Regions from separate parts of the Rattus norvegicus genome. Here regions 2 and 3 are each linked to region 1. A link is a contact called in public Hi-C data. All regions are on one chromosome and are shown on one strand. The core of a region is the stretch at or near the end of the contact, and the rest is flanking DNA. Distances in the headings are between cores, read along the strand shown.

Region 1 (5,089 bases), core at 1,411-3,910:
GCAGGATCCCTTCTATGACTCCAGCTCTCTGGCCATACTCCTTTTGTCTCTCTGTATTACATAAGATCCTTTTGATCACGGTAGAATTCCAAGCCAAACTTGCTTAGGCCAAAAAGGGAAGGTGAGACATTTACTTGCTCCCACAATGTAGACTAGAGAGAAAGATGTAACTGACTCCAGAAACTCAAACATCAGCAATTCATCCTTCCACAAAGCCTTGCAGTCCCTTCTCCAGGGCTCAGACCTTCTTTTCAGGGTTCTGCAAGGGTCTTCCTCCATGGATAATGTTAGGTTTTGTTTGTTTGGTTGGTTGTTCGTTTTTTATGAGCTAGAGTTCCTGCTCCAGTTAAGCAATCACTGGGTCATCCTCAGTGTTACAAGTGGAGTGCCTTCTGAGGCAGAGAACGGGTTGTCTGTGGGAATGAAGGGAAGGAACCTTTCCTGAGAAGCTGACTTCCAAATGGGAAGATCTCCTAGCATAATTCCAGACATAGCCGAGAGTCACTAAACGTGTAATACTTTCCAAACTGCGTGGCTCAGATAGTCCTTATTTCTACCTGTGCCCTTCCTGCCCCACCCCCACCCACCCCCACCCCTGCTTCCCCCCCTCTTTGTCTCTTTCTTAGGGACAGCTCACTTAATTTATTTCTATCGTTGGTCTGCAGCTTTACATGGAGAAGACGCTTTGCATATCCTGAATAATACCTATTAAATAAAAGGTGACGAACTTAGTAAGTTTTTCACATCTAAGATAACTACTTTAGAAGAAACGAAGTTTGATTTGGTACAGGCTTCTCTGGGGCTTCCTGGACGTGGTCTGTTGTCTGGTCCTCAGATGCCTGTAGCAGTTCCCACATCGTGGAGGGGAGTGAACGGCTGAGCAATCATTAACTCACATCCGTGAAGAAGAGAAAGAGAAAGAGAAAGAGGAGAAAGGGTCCACAGAACCCTTCAAGGACACACCAGCTGTGATGAGAAATCTGCCTGTAGGCCCCATTTCGTGAAACGTCTACCATCTTGCAATCATTAAAGCTCGGGCTTAGCCTTCAACCCACAGGCATGGGTGGAACAGGCCAGACTCCAACTTTACCAAGGACCTTCTTCCTCCATTTGAAATGAAACTAGACTGTACTGATGAAATGTTGCGTCTGTCTTTTTGGACTTACAATTTCAGGGGTGACCCTGCAGTCCATACAAACGTCCTTTGTGTCCATTGTTGCTGTGGTCAGCAGAGCTCACTGGGTTTTAGCCACAGTAGTTAGAACACCGTGGTCCTCCTGCATCTATACCCACAGCAGCATGAAGACCAGCTCTTCACCACTGGGCAATCAGTCCTCCCTCACTTCAGAGGCATTCTCTACCATAACATTTTGGGGCAGCATCTGTAATTTTTAATGCCACAGCGTGTCGATCATGAACAAATCATTATCCATTTACCCTGAGACCATTCAAAGGAGGACACCGATTGAGCTCGACAGCATTTAAAGGGAACCTTAATTTGGAGGATTAGCGAGAGTAATGACTTTAAAATAAAAAAGGGCATCAACTAGTGGAAATACAGTTAATAATATAAAATGTTAACACAGGTAAAGGATGCACCAAGTATAAACAAGATCAGTGAGGGAAAGCTTGTCTGGTAAGCAAGTTCTTCCTCTCTTCATGCCTCCAACCCTCTATTAGCTACTAAAAGTGCTGAGTTAAAAGCAGGGAGGAAACTTTTGTGAGGAAGAATGGGGTATATACCCAACACAATTGCAAATTGTATACATGTTCCTTCTCCCCTGTTAGAATGTCCTACCTGTGAAAGCTTTTTCTCTTTCCCTCCAAGCTTGTCAAGTTTCAGAACCCTCAGATCTGTCAGGCAGTAGCTCTGCTCGCCCATCCCCCGACTGCTCTTCTGGGCCTCCGGAAAGCACATGCATTTCCATATGTGTCTTGTGTGACTCCTAAGATGCATTGCTCCTCTCTGAAAAGTGAAGGACACACATGGCGCTTTGTGAGACAGCGTCTCCCACAGCAGAACCTGTCGAGTCTACATGGCTGACACACTGCCCTTCGGGTGGTGGGGGTTGTGCTGCTCCTGGTTTACACAGGACTTGATAGCTCAATTGTGCTTAATGAATGAAGAATATGTGTTTAAAAATAACAGGGGAAGGGATGCCAGTATTTTACACAGGCCAAGTTTAGCGCTTTCAAATTGCATAACCCTCCGGAAGATGAGAAGACTACACAGTTTTACCAGCTTCCCTGAATTTTTCCAAAACCGGAAGTAAATCCTTATCCAATATTTCCACCCTCCTTATCTGCAGCTATATTTACCCCCACGTGGCTCTTTCTCTCTCCCCTGATCCTAGCTTGCTATCTGGTTCCCATATGTTAATCTCTGCCCCTTCAGTTGTCCTGCTTCCAGATTGTCTGTATCCCACTTTCTTCTAGTTAAATCCCATATCCCCCATTAACTCTTTTCTTTCTGATGCTTGCAAGGCATCCGCTTTGCTAGAGTCTTCCCTACCTCATTGGTCTCTTGTCCTAACTCTGCTAGTTTTCCCTACTGCATCCCAAAGGCGTTTCAAATGCGCTCACCGAGCTGCAGACTGATTACGTCATTTGCCTACATGTTACATAAAGCCCTCTGGAAACAGAACTGTGGTGGCGCCACCGTGAAGATATTCCACTAGCAGCGCTGTTTTGCAGATGTCAGGAAATATTCTCCTCTCCTTCCAGACCGGCCAGGAACGCTGGTCTGAAACGCAGTAATTAATAAGTCTGTTAAGCAGAAAGCCCCTTGAGACTGCCGTTGTCTTGCCGCGCGGTATTGGAGACAAGTTAAAGCTGCCCTTGGTGAGGAATGCTGAGAATAGAAGGCTTTCTCCCGGCTCCATTCAGGGTGGTTTCTCTCTCTCCATCCCAGAGTATTTATAGCCCGAGAGCCTCTCGGCGGCTAATTACATCCTGTCTGCAATTATTATCTGATTATTTTGTGGTGCATAGGTTGTCTCGGTGGTTAAATTCTAAGTTCTGACAAAGCAGTTCTGTCTTTGTGGGTGTTACCTTTCAGTGAGTGATCTCTTAAGACTCTACCGTTATCTGGATACCTGTCATGATGGATAGCCTTTTCCTACTGGGGCAATTGAGGATTGCTATGCAGTCCTGGATCTCATTTAAGTCTTCATAATAAGACATAGTCCCTTCCACTCTAGATCCAGATTGTCTCTCTAGATAGGGGACTGATTGCCTTCAGAGTACAGATCCCAAAGGTTCTCGACAAGCCTGACTGAAGGCAGCATTTTCTACCTCCTGGGTTTAGCGTCCTGCTCCTGCATGACTTCTCATCAGGACTTCCCAGTGGACCTGCTAATTTGCTCAGCTCCTTGGGCCTTGCTCTGCTCCCCTCATTATAAATCCTCAGTGGACACAGAGTCCAAACTAGACATCATGCGTACTGCCCACAAGGACCTCCCCCCACCCCACCCCGTCCATGAAAATGACTACACCATGCAGAGTCCCAGGGAGCCAAAAATCCAGATAGCTCCAAGGTTGGACATATTAGACAATGCTTTTCAAACTATGTTCCCTATGGAGTTAATGAATTACACAATTACACAAAAGTTTGCTACACACAAAATCTGCCATATGGAAAAATAGTTTGTTTAGTTCAGACAGTGCTAAGGGAGTTTTATTAGAAGACTTGACCTGAATATTTTACATGAAATGATTGCATCTTCAAAAAGGATGGTGGTGCATACAGAACTCACTCAGCCACAGAAAACATCTTCCAGTAGGGTCATTCCCAGAACTTACTCTAACAGATGTTACAGAAATGGATCTGTAACTACGATGGTGTTTTAAATGAAAATGTAATTTCTCTGATGCTTCTGGGCAAAGGAGCTTAACACCAACATTTTTCCTATTCCTTGGAACTCAATAGGCCACTTCATTTGGATTCTGCCTGTTCAAAGTCTCCTTCCAAAGCTATTAACCTGTCATGTTTGTTAGCCATAAAAACACATAACGGGCACTGGAAAAAAATCAGCATTTCATAAGTGCTTTAATAGTCAAAAGCACCTTTTTAACCTTTTGGCATCTCTATTCTCAAGACAGACCTTGGCAACTGGTTCTCTATCTAGGGAGACAATCTGAATCTAGAGGGGAGGGACAGTGTCTTCTTACGAAGACCTAAATGAGCCTCAGGATTACTGGCACCCTTCAGGTGCCCCAGATGGATAAGGCCTCTTGTGTCACTCTGAAGAATTCAGCTACCATGGGTGGATATAACTGAGAGAAAATCGCTTCAGAATGAAGATGAGATTGAATCCTTGCTGTCCAAAAGCGGAATAGAGTTTATGTGTTACCTTTTCACAATGTAATTAAGCAGGTCACTGCTTCTGAAATATAACTTTTCTACATCTAGGAAGCTGTAGAGAAGTATATGCATCTTAAATGACTGCCTACCAACCATATGTTGTCATCACAGCAATAGAAGCCAAGCAAGTATGCTTTATAAATGACGCTCTTTATCAAAAGTATAGAGAGGCCATCGCTGTAGCATGCAGATCATGTCGTGTAGCTCAATGCATGGGACTATATGGAATATCTAGCTTTGGGTGCTAATTTTCTCACTGAACTCCTCATAAGACTGTCCTCATATGTGCCCTCATATGTGCCCTCATGTATGCCCTTGTATGTGCCCTTGTATGCACCCTCATACGTGCCCTCGTATGTGCCCTCGTATGTTCCCTTGGATGCTTAAATTGCTTTTTAAAAATGCATATGAATGCTTGCCCATATGCATTTTTGTGCACCATGTGCTTGTGTGCCCACAGATTCCAGAAGAGCCCTTAGATCCTCTGGAGTTGGGGTTATAGATAGGTGTGAACCACAACGTGGTTGTTGGGAACTGAACCTGGGTCTTCTGCAAGAATTCTTAGTCACTGAGCTATCTCTCTGGCTGTTCAAATAACTTCTTTCTAGCAGGCTTTAAGAATTCTTTACGATTCACTCCCTTCCCCTCTCCAACCTTTTCCTCCCTCCCTATCCTCTCCTCTAAGTAAAATGGCTTCCTTTTTCTCCAGCCAACTTTGTTAACAAA
Region 2 (5,089 bases), core at 1,774-4,273, 250 kb after region 1:
AACTGTTCTGTCTGCCGCCTGGTTTTAATCAGCGCTTTGGGAAGGCAGTGTCTGCGCTGATGTTATATAATTAACATGGTTCACCATCAGATATTTTTAATGTACTTCTGGAGTAAAGAAACTTCATCTTGTCTTTTCAGACAGTCCCAAGGTGTAGACAGAGTGAGGGCTGCTAAGGTTTGCCCTCCTCTAGCTCCAGATGTGTGAGCTCAGCTGTTGCCTGTCACTTAGGTGACAACTGGCCTTTTTCTGACTAAGCCTTTGCAGTCGCCATTATCCTCAGTAAAGTGTCAGTGTTCAGAGGCCTTCTATTACCAAGAGTGGGACCGAGCCCCTTGAGAGGGAGGTGTCAGCCCTGTTTGACCATCCCCAACAATATGTCCGTGTTTTTAGAGTGGAAAAGGGGGTTGGGGGTGGGGCAAAAACCCTGACAGCAAGATAGATACACATTTAGATTAGGACCAACCTAATCTAAAAATTCTGTTTTAATCAAGACAGCTCCGTGAGGATGACGCAATGTTTGTCAAGCCTTTTCCCCTAGAACAATATTTACTCCCACCAGGGGATTTAAAACTTAAAACAGCAGCCATTTATCTTGCTGTCTGTTGGAGCTGGGTTCATTTTTGCTCCAATGTGGTCCTAGCCTAGGTGGCTGGGACAAGAATCTATCATTGTAACCAGCTGGAGTCTGAAGAAAGCAAAATACAACACCTGCTGGTACCAGAGGGTCCTAAATGCCATCAACTGGGGAGTCGGGAAACACAGAAGGAGGTATTTTATAAGCGCTTCCAGAAATGTTTAAACAAAACATTTAAAGGTTAAGGATGCAAGGGCTACAGAAAAGGCACTAGAAATAAGTGGACATTCCCCTCAGTTAAGAGGTAGTCCACGTACTGATAAGTCAAAATAATGATTATGGCCCGAGACTGAATCTCCATGCTTCTAAACAAAGCCCTAGAAAGGAAGGGGGGGCGGGGTGCAGAATGATGTCCAAAGATGGATGGCCTGGTGTGAGTGAATGAGGTTAGTAATTTAATTTTTTTTCTTTATTCTTAGTTTGGTACTAGTTAGAGGGTTACACTGAGTGAGCCTGTTGATTCATAAACTCTTTTGAAGAGAAAACTGCTATGTGACAGATTCAATCAGTTCTGCTGGTAACGCCCAATGAAGCATGAAAGGTTGACTATTATATATATATATGTATATATATATAAATACATATATATACATATATATACATATATGTGTATGTATATGTTTATGTATGTATGTATATGTATGCATATGTATATGTATGCATATGTATGTGTATGTGTATGTGTATGTGTATGTATATGTATATGTATATGTATATGTATATGTATATGTATATGTATCAAAGCCCATGGGTCCATTTTTTGTTGTAATGAGTCAGCTTGGGTTATGAAAGAAACACCTACTACAAGCTGGATGGCGGGGAGGAGGAAAGGTTGTTGTTGACAGCTGGGATATGATAGAGTTGACCTTAAAAAACGATGTTAACCTCATAGGTAGCAATGAATATCCTAGTAAGAGCACCAGTGGAAGGGGAAGCCCTGGGGCCTGCTAAGACTGAACCCCCAGTGAACTAGATTGTTGGGGGGAGGGCAGCAATGGGGGGAGGATGGGGAGGGGAACACTCATAAAGAAGGGGAGGGGGAGGGATTAGGGGGATGTTTGCCCAGAAACTGGGAAAGGGAATAACACTCGAAATGTATATAAGAAATACTCAAGTTAATAAAATAAAAATAAATAAATAAATAAATAAATAAATAAATAAATGATGTTAAATTTTACAGTTTCCTTAGGGTTTCCAAAAGTAAGCTGGGACATAAGTTTCTGAAATATCATGATTAGATAATCTCTTTAAGGTCCACGGGAACTTGTCAGTAGAGCACAAAAAGGTTAAGTTCTGTAAAGTGATGTCTTTGCAGTACCAGTGAGCTAACCTGGGACACATGCTGGTCTCCATGGACGAGCCACGCCCCAGTGATATTCCTAATTCTAGAGAAATAGAAACTCTTTAAAAGACTATTTACCATCAAGCAGCTCTTAGAATCCCCTACCCTATGTTTTTGAATCATCTGATCAAGGTTATGTTTGCTGGTTTTTAAATTACAGCATTCAATTCCCTAAACAAAGTGGCTTATAGTGGATAAAGCTTCCATGTTAAATAAGTAGAATTTCAAAAGGCAAAATGGGGTTCTGGAGAGATGGCTCAGTTGGTAAAGTTCAGCAAGTATGAAGGCCTCAGTTCAGATCCCCAGGACCTGTGCACAAAGTTGGGCGTGGTTACCCGGGCTTATAATCAGCACCAGGAGAGCAGGGCAAGGAGGAACCTGGGCACTCCCAGCCAACCTAAACCATCAGCAAGTTCTAGGTTCAGTGAGAGACTTTGTCTAAACAAAAATAAGGTGGAGAGACATTGAGGAAAATGCTGGACATCAACCTCTGACCTCCATGCAAAGACCTGCACACACATACAACCCCCCCCCCACCCACACACACACACAAACATACTCAAAATGGCTCTCATGGGTGTCTAGAAAACGTTTATGACATTTGACCAACATAGACTCCCCCCACCCCCAGGAAAACAGGTCTGTGTTTTCTCCATGTTATGTAAAGCAGTGTTCTTCATGCACCTCTTACTCCTGTGAGAATATTGAAACTGTATAAATCTAGGTATACAATGTTTACAGTGCGGAGGAATAAGGGAAAGGAACGAGGTGTTTCCTGGTGGGTAACCTGAGGGGCCCTTACTTAGTTTTCTCCTGACTATTGAGTAGAGAATTGTAGAGTTGCACAGTAATGCTTTTAGAAAATGGGTATGAACAAATGATTTGGGGAGGAAAGCCGAGTTATCTGGAGGTCAAGCCGAGCACTGCTTCAGTTCTGTGCCTACAAGCCTCAGCCGCAAATGGAACCAGCGCCTCCAACAGTGTGTCAGGGACCAGGATTGCCTGAGGGTAGCAGAGCAGCTCTGTCCTTCTAGACTCCTCCCTTTGGATATATGCGTAAGTCATCCCTCAGCACCCTAGTAACCAACAAACCTCCTTGTTTATAGTGGTGCTGAGCAGAAGCAGGGGCGTGGGGGTGGGGGTGGGGGCGTTGGAGGGGATCGGCCCCTGCTGTGGGCTGGTGAGTGAACATCCAGGAGCAGCGGAACTGGCTGACCAATAGCAACCAGGAACCCTTGCAAGCCTGTTTCCCCTGACCCTCTCTCCGGAAGAAGGCTGTGGAAAGAGACTTACTTTACAGCTCGGAGCATGCTGATGTCATGACGCTTCTGGCACAAAGATACGACAGAATAATCAGATCCCTCTCTCTGTGCCAAAATGACACGATTTTTCCACGAGCTATTCCTGAGCGGCTGGTCCACGGGCACGGGCTGTTTCCAGTTACCGGACGGAGGGTGGGATGCTGAGGGGGGTGGGGGTGGGGGTGGGATGCGGGGATTGAGGACAGGCTTCTTTCTCAGACGGTTCGATAATTCCTCCTGTGTCTGTCTGTTTAAACCACAAACTTATGGTCACATCTGAAGGGACTTCTTTGAGAACACAAAGACAGTACCACCTTCCGTGGCCATTTGCCTATAAATTAAAACACCAGATAGGCAGAAACCGGTGTAAACATTTGAAAAGGGAGAACGGCAAACGAGCCAACAGCTGCCAGTCACTTTTATTTAACTCCTCTCCCCAAGTTTTGTTCTAAAAAACAAAAAGATGTTAAATCAACTGGCTAGTTAAGCTGACGTTGCATTTTCCCCCCCAGGAGACTGGAATGATCGGTTCATTTCTAGCTCCACGTTACATACTCTTCAGAAAACAAGTTAGGGGGCTGGGGATTTAGCTCAGTGGTGGAGCGCTTACCTAGGAAGCGCAAGGCCCTGGGTTCGGTCCCCAGCTCCGGAAAAAAAAGAACCAAAAAAAAAAAAAAAAAAAGAAAGAAAACAAGTTAGGGCCGTGTTTTTTCATATGTCTTGGTGCCCCGTCCTGCTTGTGGATTTACAGTTTCTGCCAGCTTTGCTCTGATCTCCTGTTCTCAGTAGGCCTTTGGAAAGAGACATGTTGGTCAAGGGTGACATTCTACCTTGAGATGCTCCCCCACCCACCCAGTGCCTTGAGTCCTCCTCTTTTATGGAGGTACTGAGCCCACAGCTCACAATTAATGTGAGCTCTGTGACCTTAGTAACAATTCTGTTTGAAATGTTTCCAATTACACGTAAGATTGGCCCGGCGAAGCAGCTGCATGCCAAAAGCATTTCCTACTGTGCTCCAAGAATCAGGCTGTGGTTGCTTTTAATTTAAATAAAGGCTATTTGGTTTCCTGTGATGTTTTTTATAACCACCTTCTCCGCCATTTGTGTTGCCTTAAAAAATAAAAAGGGGCCAATATAGAGTAGCCACCACTTCGTGTGTTGTGACCCGAGTTTTCTAGGATACCATTTGCCCTGAGCAAACACTCTGAACTTAATAAAAGAGCCTTAAACATTGTGTGTCATTGGGTTTCCCCAAGGAAGGGGGAAAGGTTATCTGGCAAGACATTGTAAGTAGCTAATGTTTCAGGGTTTCTTCCCTTTTTTTTCCCTTTGGAGACCTATCATAATTATACATTCAGGCCATTGGATGTCTTTCTGACATGTCGCCGCCTTTTATGCAGATTACTCCACTCTACCTTTTGAAGGACCGTGAAGAGCGGTTTATAACAAAAACACTGAGACAGTAGCGAGAGGAGTTTAAAATATACTTAAGACAGAACAGGAGACAGCAAATAATTTCACCTCTTCTACCGGCACCAAACCTTCCTAATCGACTTCCTCTTTGGGCCTCCAACTTTAACACAGCGGTGGCTCTAATCCTGTAATAGCCAGCAGACATATTTGATATACTAAACTTGAAAATAAGAAAATATACAATCTTGGCACTTGGCACTTGTACAGACTGGGATCAGACTGGGGGGCTCTGTTTCCAGAAGGGTTTTCTTCCCCTCCCCTTGAAACACAACACCCACAGCCAGAGGGGATGCAAAGGGTGAGGTACTGAGAGGGTCCTGAGGAAGGCCTTCACAC
Region 3 (5,089 bases), core at 1,827-4,326, 140 kb after region 1:
TGTACATCACATCGACAACGTGGGATCATGAGCCTGGTGTTTGGTGTCATCTGATTGATGCCCTTGTTTCAGTGACAGGGAATTACTGCTGCTGTGACTGGGGTGCCACGATGGGACCCACGTGAGCATGAACTTGGAAAGGCTGCACAGGGTCTCTCTACCCGTCTTCCATTCCAGTCTTTCTCTCTCTTTCCTGGGACCTTCCCTTCAACTACATCCTGCGTTTTCCAAGTATTTACTGAGGCAACGGTGTCTGAGACAGGTATGGCAGTGTCGGTATCATCATTGCCCTCTCACAGTGTAGTTTCTTTTACCCCCTCCCCCACACCAGCTCCTCACCCCTCCATCCCCCACCACCCCCACCACCCCTTTCAGCAAGCCCCACCTGTGGAGAGACGGTGACAGCTGAACCCATATTGGCTTGTTAATGATTGGAAGTGGTTTCCTGCTGGGTTGACACCATTACTAAAGAAAGAAAACTGGCAAATTATCCTAGGATGTGTCCAAGTACTTACCAGTAATTGTCAGAATGGAGAAAGGAGCCACACCAATTTCGCAACAAGCGTCCCCTAAAGTCAAGAAGATGGGGTAACATGAATGGGGGGGCAGACCCGTGGCAGAAAGGAAGGACTCTGAAAGTTTTGGTCCTTGGTCTTAAGCCACTGCAGCCATTGGCTGGCTCTGTCAGGGAAGCAGGACAGAGTCTGAGATTCAGAAGCGGATCTGTGAGTGCTCAGGCCACTTACCAGCATGGAGCTCACTCAGAAGACGCTTAGCCTCCCTCCAGCCCACTGTGCTCATCCGAATCTCACTGGATCATCGGCCAGTGATCCTGTGACACCTACAAGCATAAGGCAGGTTACAAGCGCCTTTGCAAAACCTGGTGCTCCACAGTGTCCAGTGGTTGGCAAGTCTGGGCGCATTCTGTCACCGGTGCTGCTTCCTCAGCCAGCAGCTGCCCGGGGACACTAAAGAAGGGACCCACAGGATACCAAAGAGCGTTTGGCCCTCCCACAAAGCGCAGGTTAATTGCTCACACTGCCTCCTACTGTGTGACCCTGATCTGCTCACTTAACTTCTTGATGTCTCCTCGATCTCCTCCTCCAAAGGTGGAGGCAAAACCCTCCATGCCTGAATCCAACAGAGCCTGGGAAATGCTTGGTACATAGCCTGGCACATAAGGAATGCTCAGCGTGTTGCGGCCACCATTGGTAGCATGGGATATCCCACTACAGCAGATGTTTCCTCAGAGGATTCAACCATCTGGCCCAATTCCTACCCCTACCCAAAGCCCATCCATCAAGCCCCCCCTCAGATACCCCCCCCCCCCATGGAGCAGCAGTGCTGAGAGCTCAGCTTTTCATACAGTGCCGTGTTTATTTACTTCATCCCAGTGACCACGATCTGTAATTAACTGGGGAGTCCGGGTCTATCTGTTTATTTTCTCTTTAGTCCACGCTGAAATGTCAACTATCTGAGCAGGAGGGGGGTCCTCATCTGCCTTGTTTATCATAGAGCAGGGTCTGGCAGTCATAATATTCATAAAATAGCCGAGGAATAAAAAAGAGAAATAAAGAGAAAATGCTGATGAACAGATGGACTAGGCTGCTTAAATTACAAGATGAGCTGGTAGGATGTACAGGACAAGGACGTCTCTAGCCATCCCTCCCACCACACCCATCCACAGCGAGTAAACTGATAATTAGCAGTGTGGCCGTGCTTGCCTCAAGTCTACCCTCAGGCCCAGTATTGCTGCCACCTCTGTGGTCCTGGAGCAGCTGTCCTGAAAGTACTTCCAGGAATAGGTGGGAGGTGGTTGAGACCAGGGACCAGGTATCTGCCTCAGGCTACAGGGCTGTAGTCCTCAGAGTGTGGTATGCACAGGAATCACCTCTCGGACCTTGTTAAAGCTCAGATTCTGGGTTCTCACCCAACCCAACCCTGCAGTTTGAAGTCACTCTAGCAAATCCCCACCGTCGGAGACTGAAGACTCGGTCTCATCTCTAGAAGAGGAGGGCAGTTTGGGAGCTAAGATAAGAAACTCTTAGGGAAAAAAAAAGGAAAACAAAGTCTAACTCCTTCCACGGCCCAGAAAATTTTGTGACCTTGGAAAGTCTCTAACTTTCAGGGTTTTTATAACTATGCACCTGGTCCCTCCCCAGGGCATGTGCTTTTCTTATTGGGAAGAATGAATTCAAAGAAAAGAGAACCCTCACAGAAGGGAGAAAGAAAGGAAAGCCCCATTCCAGCTTCTAACATTTGAAGTCTTCCTGTCACATGACCTACTCAAAAGCTTGGCTGAGAGAGTTTCAGTGAGATTATTAAGGGTGAAACCTTTAAGAAACATAATCGATACAACAAATGAACTTCAAAAGGCCCGTCTGGATGTTTTCCGCTTGTTTTCAAGAGATCTAAACGGGAGATGGCTACTTCAGAATTACATAACTCCATACACTTCAGGGCAGGGGCTAACGAGCTGTTTCTTTGTTGCGAGAAAAGCTGTTGGTTCTTTCCGTCTCTGTTTCTGTAGGAGGTGGAACACTGCTCTGTGAATCCAAGACGCTGAAGAAGAGCTCTTTCTCTCAGACATTTAAACAGATTCAAGCTAATTAGCCGCCAGATTCACTTCCTTCCAAAAGTGGGCCTTGATCTGTACAACAAAGAGTGCCATGTCCCAAAGGTGGAAAGCGCCAAGAATTATGCGGCCACTCTACCCAAGCACTTCTACTTACCATAAAAAAAAAATCATTTTTAAAATGATATTAACATTTTTTTCCTCAGGTCATTTTTACTTCATTTTTACATATGTCCGTAACACTGAGGCATTGGATCGGGTGGTCTTCCTTGCTCCACAGTTTTCTAGGACAGAGTTCAAAAGACATTAAATTTTTTTTTAAAGTAAAGAAAATAAGGAAGTAGATGGTGCTGAGAGTTTTCCTGGTCAATGTGAAACGCTGGCAAGATTCCACTCTCTGCTCTGCACGATGCTGAGCCGATGAGCTCATGTGTTTGGGGTGGGATTTAACTCTCCCTTCTGTCCCCGGAAGGCTTCTTCCATTCATGGAGCTCCCTCTGAAACTGAGACAGTGGATAAGTTTGGGCAGCAGTACTGAAGAATTCGCGAGAGGGAAGTGGGTGGTACAGAGCAGGCCCTGTGAGGTAGATGCTGGCTGCATCTGACTTGAGGGAACAATAGGTTAAAACAGATCAGTTAGACGTCTTCACACAGTTTTCTATCATGCCCCCACCCCACCCAGTAGATAGATAGATAGATAGATAGATAGATAGATAGATAGATAGATAGATACTGATTTCCTCCTTGGATGCCCTAAAACAGAGGGAGTAAATTAAGTGTGACCTAACCAATAAGACGGGCCTGGATGCTGAAGCAAAGGTGACAGAAAGCTAGGGAGAAAGCTTTAAGGTAAAGGAAGACGAAGGATAAAGAGAGACTCATGTACTCTTCCAGATTCTAGACAAGATGTTTCAAAATCAGAGGAAAAGAGCCCATGAAAGACACAAACTATAAAAAGAAACACATCTCAAGAATTGCTAAAAATTACAGTCTCTGCTTTAAAAAAAAAAAAAAACCACTACAGAGAGATCTGGGTGAGAAGAAGGAAGGCGTGGGTTAGGAGCTGAGATGGCACAGGCTGCTCGCTGATAGGGATCCAATTTTAGAATCCAAATGTGAACGGTGCTGCAGACTCCGACGCCTAGTCCTCCTTGCCTGTGAGCACGCCTCTGCCACCCACATCTGCACCCTGTGCAAGGCCAAGGGCTGTGACCTACGGAGCTGTTACTATGTGTCAAGACAAGATCCTAGATCCGTTTAACACGGCCTTTACTCTTCACAGAGATCCAGCCAAGAAAGTATCATTGCCTAGTCTGGTGTTAGCAAATGAGGTTCAGAAAGATTAAATAAATAAACCATGAAGCTAATGACAGGCAGGGCTGGGATCAACTCCAGTGAGTTCACACTGTGCTTACAACCCCAGAGGGAGGTATAACAGGAAGATGAGAATATAGTATGACATCAGCAGAAGTATGACATCAGCGGAGGCATGACATCACCAAAGCACAGCAACAGGATGAAAGTAGGTAGTGTATTTTAATTCTGTATCTCATTCCTACATGCCTGGCCCACATTTTATAGACACACATTATCTCATCTAATCCTCATAACCCTATGCAGTAGGAACTCTTGTCTTCTGATACAGGAGGAGAGCTCCCAGCTCTTTACGCCTTGGAAAAAGTATTAGTGCTGGCCAATCGCTCCTCACTCCACAAAGAAGCAGTACCCACTTCCTGGAGCTCTGCCCTTGAGACATCAGGGAGATAAACCAATGACTGAGGCAGACAAAGTGAACAGCCATGCTCTCTCAGAGCTTAAACTCTCCTGGAATGGCAAGATAGAAACTAGATACAAAGAAACAATCCTGTAGGTTAGGTGTGGTGTTAAGTAATACTGGGGAAAGAAAGGAAACCTAGAAGACAAGCATAAAGCAAAACAGGCTGCTATGGAAGGCTTCCTGGACACACTTGGATGTGGACTTTTATGAAGTGCTGGCATGAGCATTTGCAGCCTAGGAACAGCAAGTGCAGAGGTCCTAGGACAGCCGAACGTGAGGCAAAACAGGAGGAGGAGGAGGAGGAGGAGGAGGAGGAGGAGGAGGAGGAGGAGGAGGAGAGAAGAAGAAGAAGAAGAAGAAGAAGAAGAAGAAGAAGAAGAAGAAGAAGAAGAAGAAGAAGAAGAAGAAGAAGAAGAAGAAGAAGAAGAAGAAGAAGAAGCAGAAGCAGAAGCAGAAGCAGAAGCAGAAGCAGAAGCAGAAGCAGAAGCAGCAGAAGCAGAAGCAGTCAGAGAGTAACCGGGGATAGAAATAAAAGCAATGAATTATTCAATCATTGGATTTTGGATGTGAGCCAGCTAAGAGAGAACAGTCTTGGTGGAGGGGGGATGTGAATGCTGACCACAGTTATAAAGACTTTGAATACAGATGACAGAATTCAAGAGATTTTCTAAGGAAAGAAACAAACAAAACAACTGTAGTAACTGAAGAAGGATAAGGGATCTTTGGGGACCGGGTTA

Evidence for each region. Hi-C and Micro-C count contacts between places; a contact is called where the count stands out from the background.
Region 2: a Hi-C map of frontal cortex shows a contact between it and region 1, with 2.3 times the contacts expected there. The contact joins two enhancer-like sites. A contact is called at or near these places in 3 of 12 Hi-C or Micro-C datasets (the A7r5 cell line, frontal cortex and liver).
Region 3: a Hi-C map of frontal cortex shows a contact between it and region 1, with 2.8 times the contacts expected there. The contact joins two enhancer-like sites. A contact is called at or near these places in 2 of 12 Hi-C or Micro-C datasets (frontal cortex and mammary epithelial cells).

Annotation. Positions count from the first base shown.
Region 1 is chr7:126,856,897-126,861,985 of GRCr8, reverse strand. No RefSeq gene overlaps it. Among named protein-coding and RNA genes, the nearest start is that of Prickle1, 320 kb to the right of the region's middle. Within about 2 kb of position 2,660, at least 57 of the 93 cell types and tissues checked have an H3K27ac peak or open chromatin away from gene starts, as enhancers often do.
Region 2 is chr7:126,608,210-126,613,298 of GRCr8, reverse strand. It overlaps a transcript of Prickle1 not described here. Among named protein-coding and RNA genes, the nearest start is that of Prickle1, 73 kb to the right of the region's middle. Within about 2 kb of position 3,023, at least 9 of the 93 cell types and tissues checked have an H3K27ac peak or open chromatin away from gene starts, as enhancers often do.
Region 3 is chr7:126,719,763-126,724,851 of GRCr8, reverse strand. LOC100911384 (a long non-coding RNA gene) reads left to right here. Exons shown (of 3, transcript XR_593690.2): 2 at 73-262. LOC103692964 (a long non-coding RNA gene) reads right to left here. Exons shown (of 3, transcript XR_010053509.1): 2 at 516-5,089. Among named protein-coding and RNA genes, the nearest start is that of Prickle1, 180 kb to the right of the region's middle. Within about 2 kb of position 3,076, at least 14 of the 93 cell types and tissues checked have an H3K27ac peak or open chromatin away from gene starts, as enhancers often do.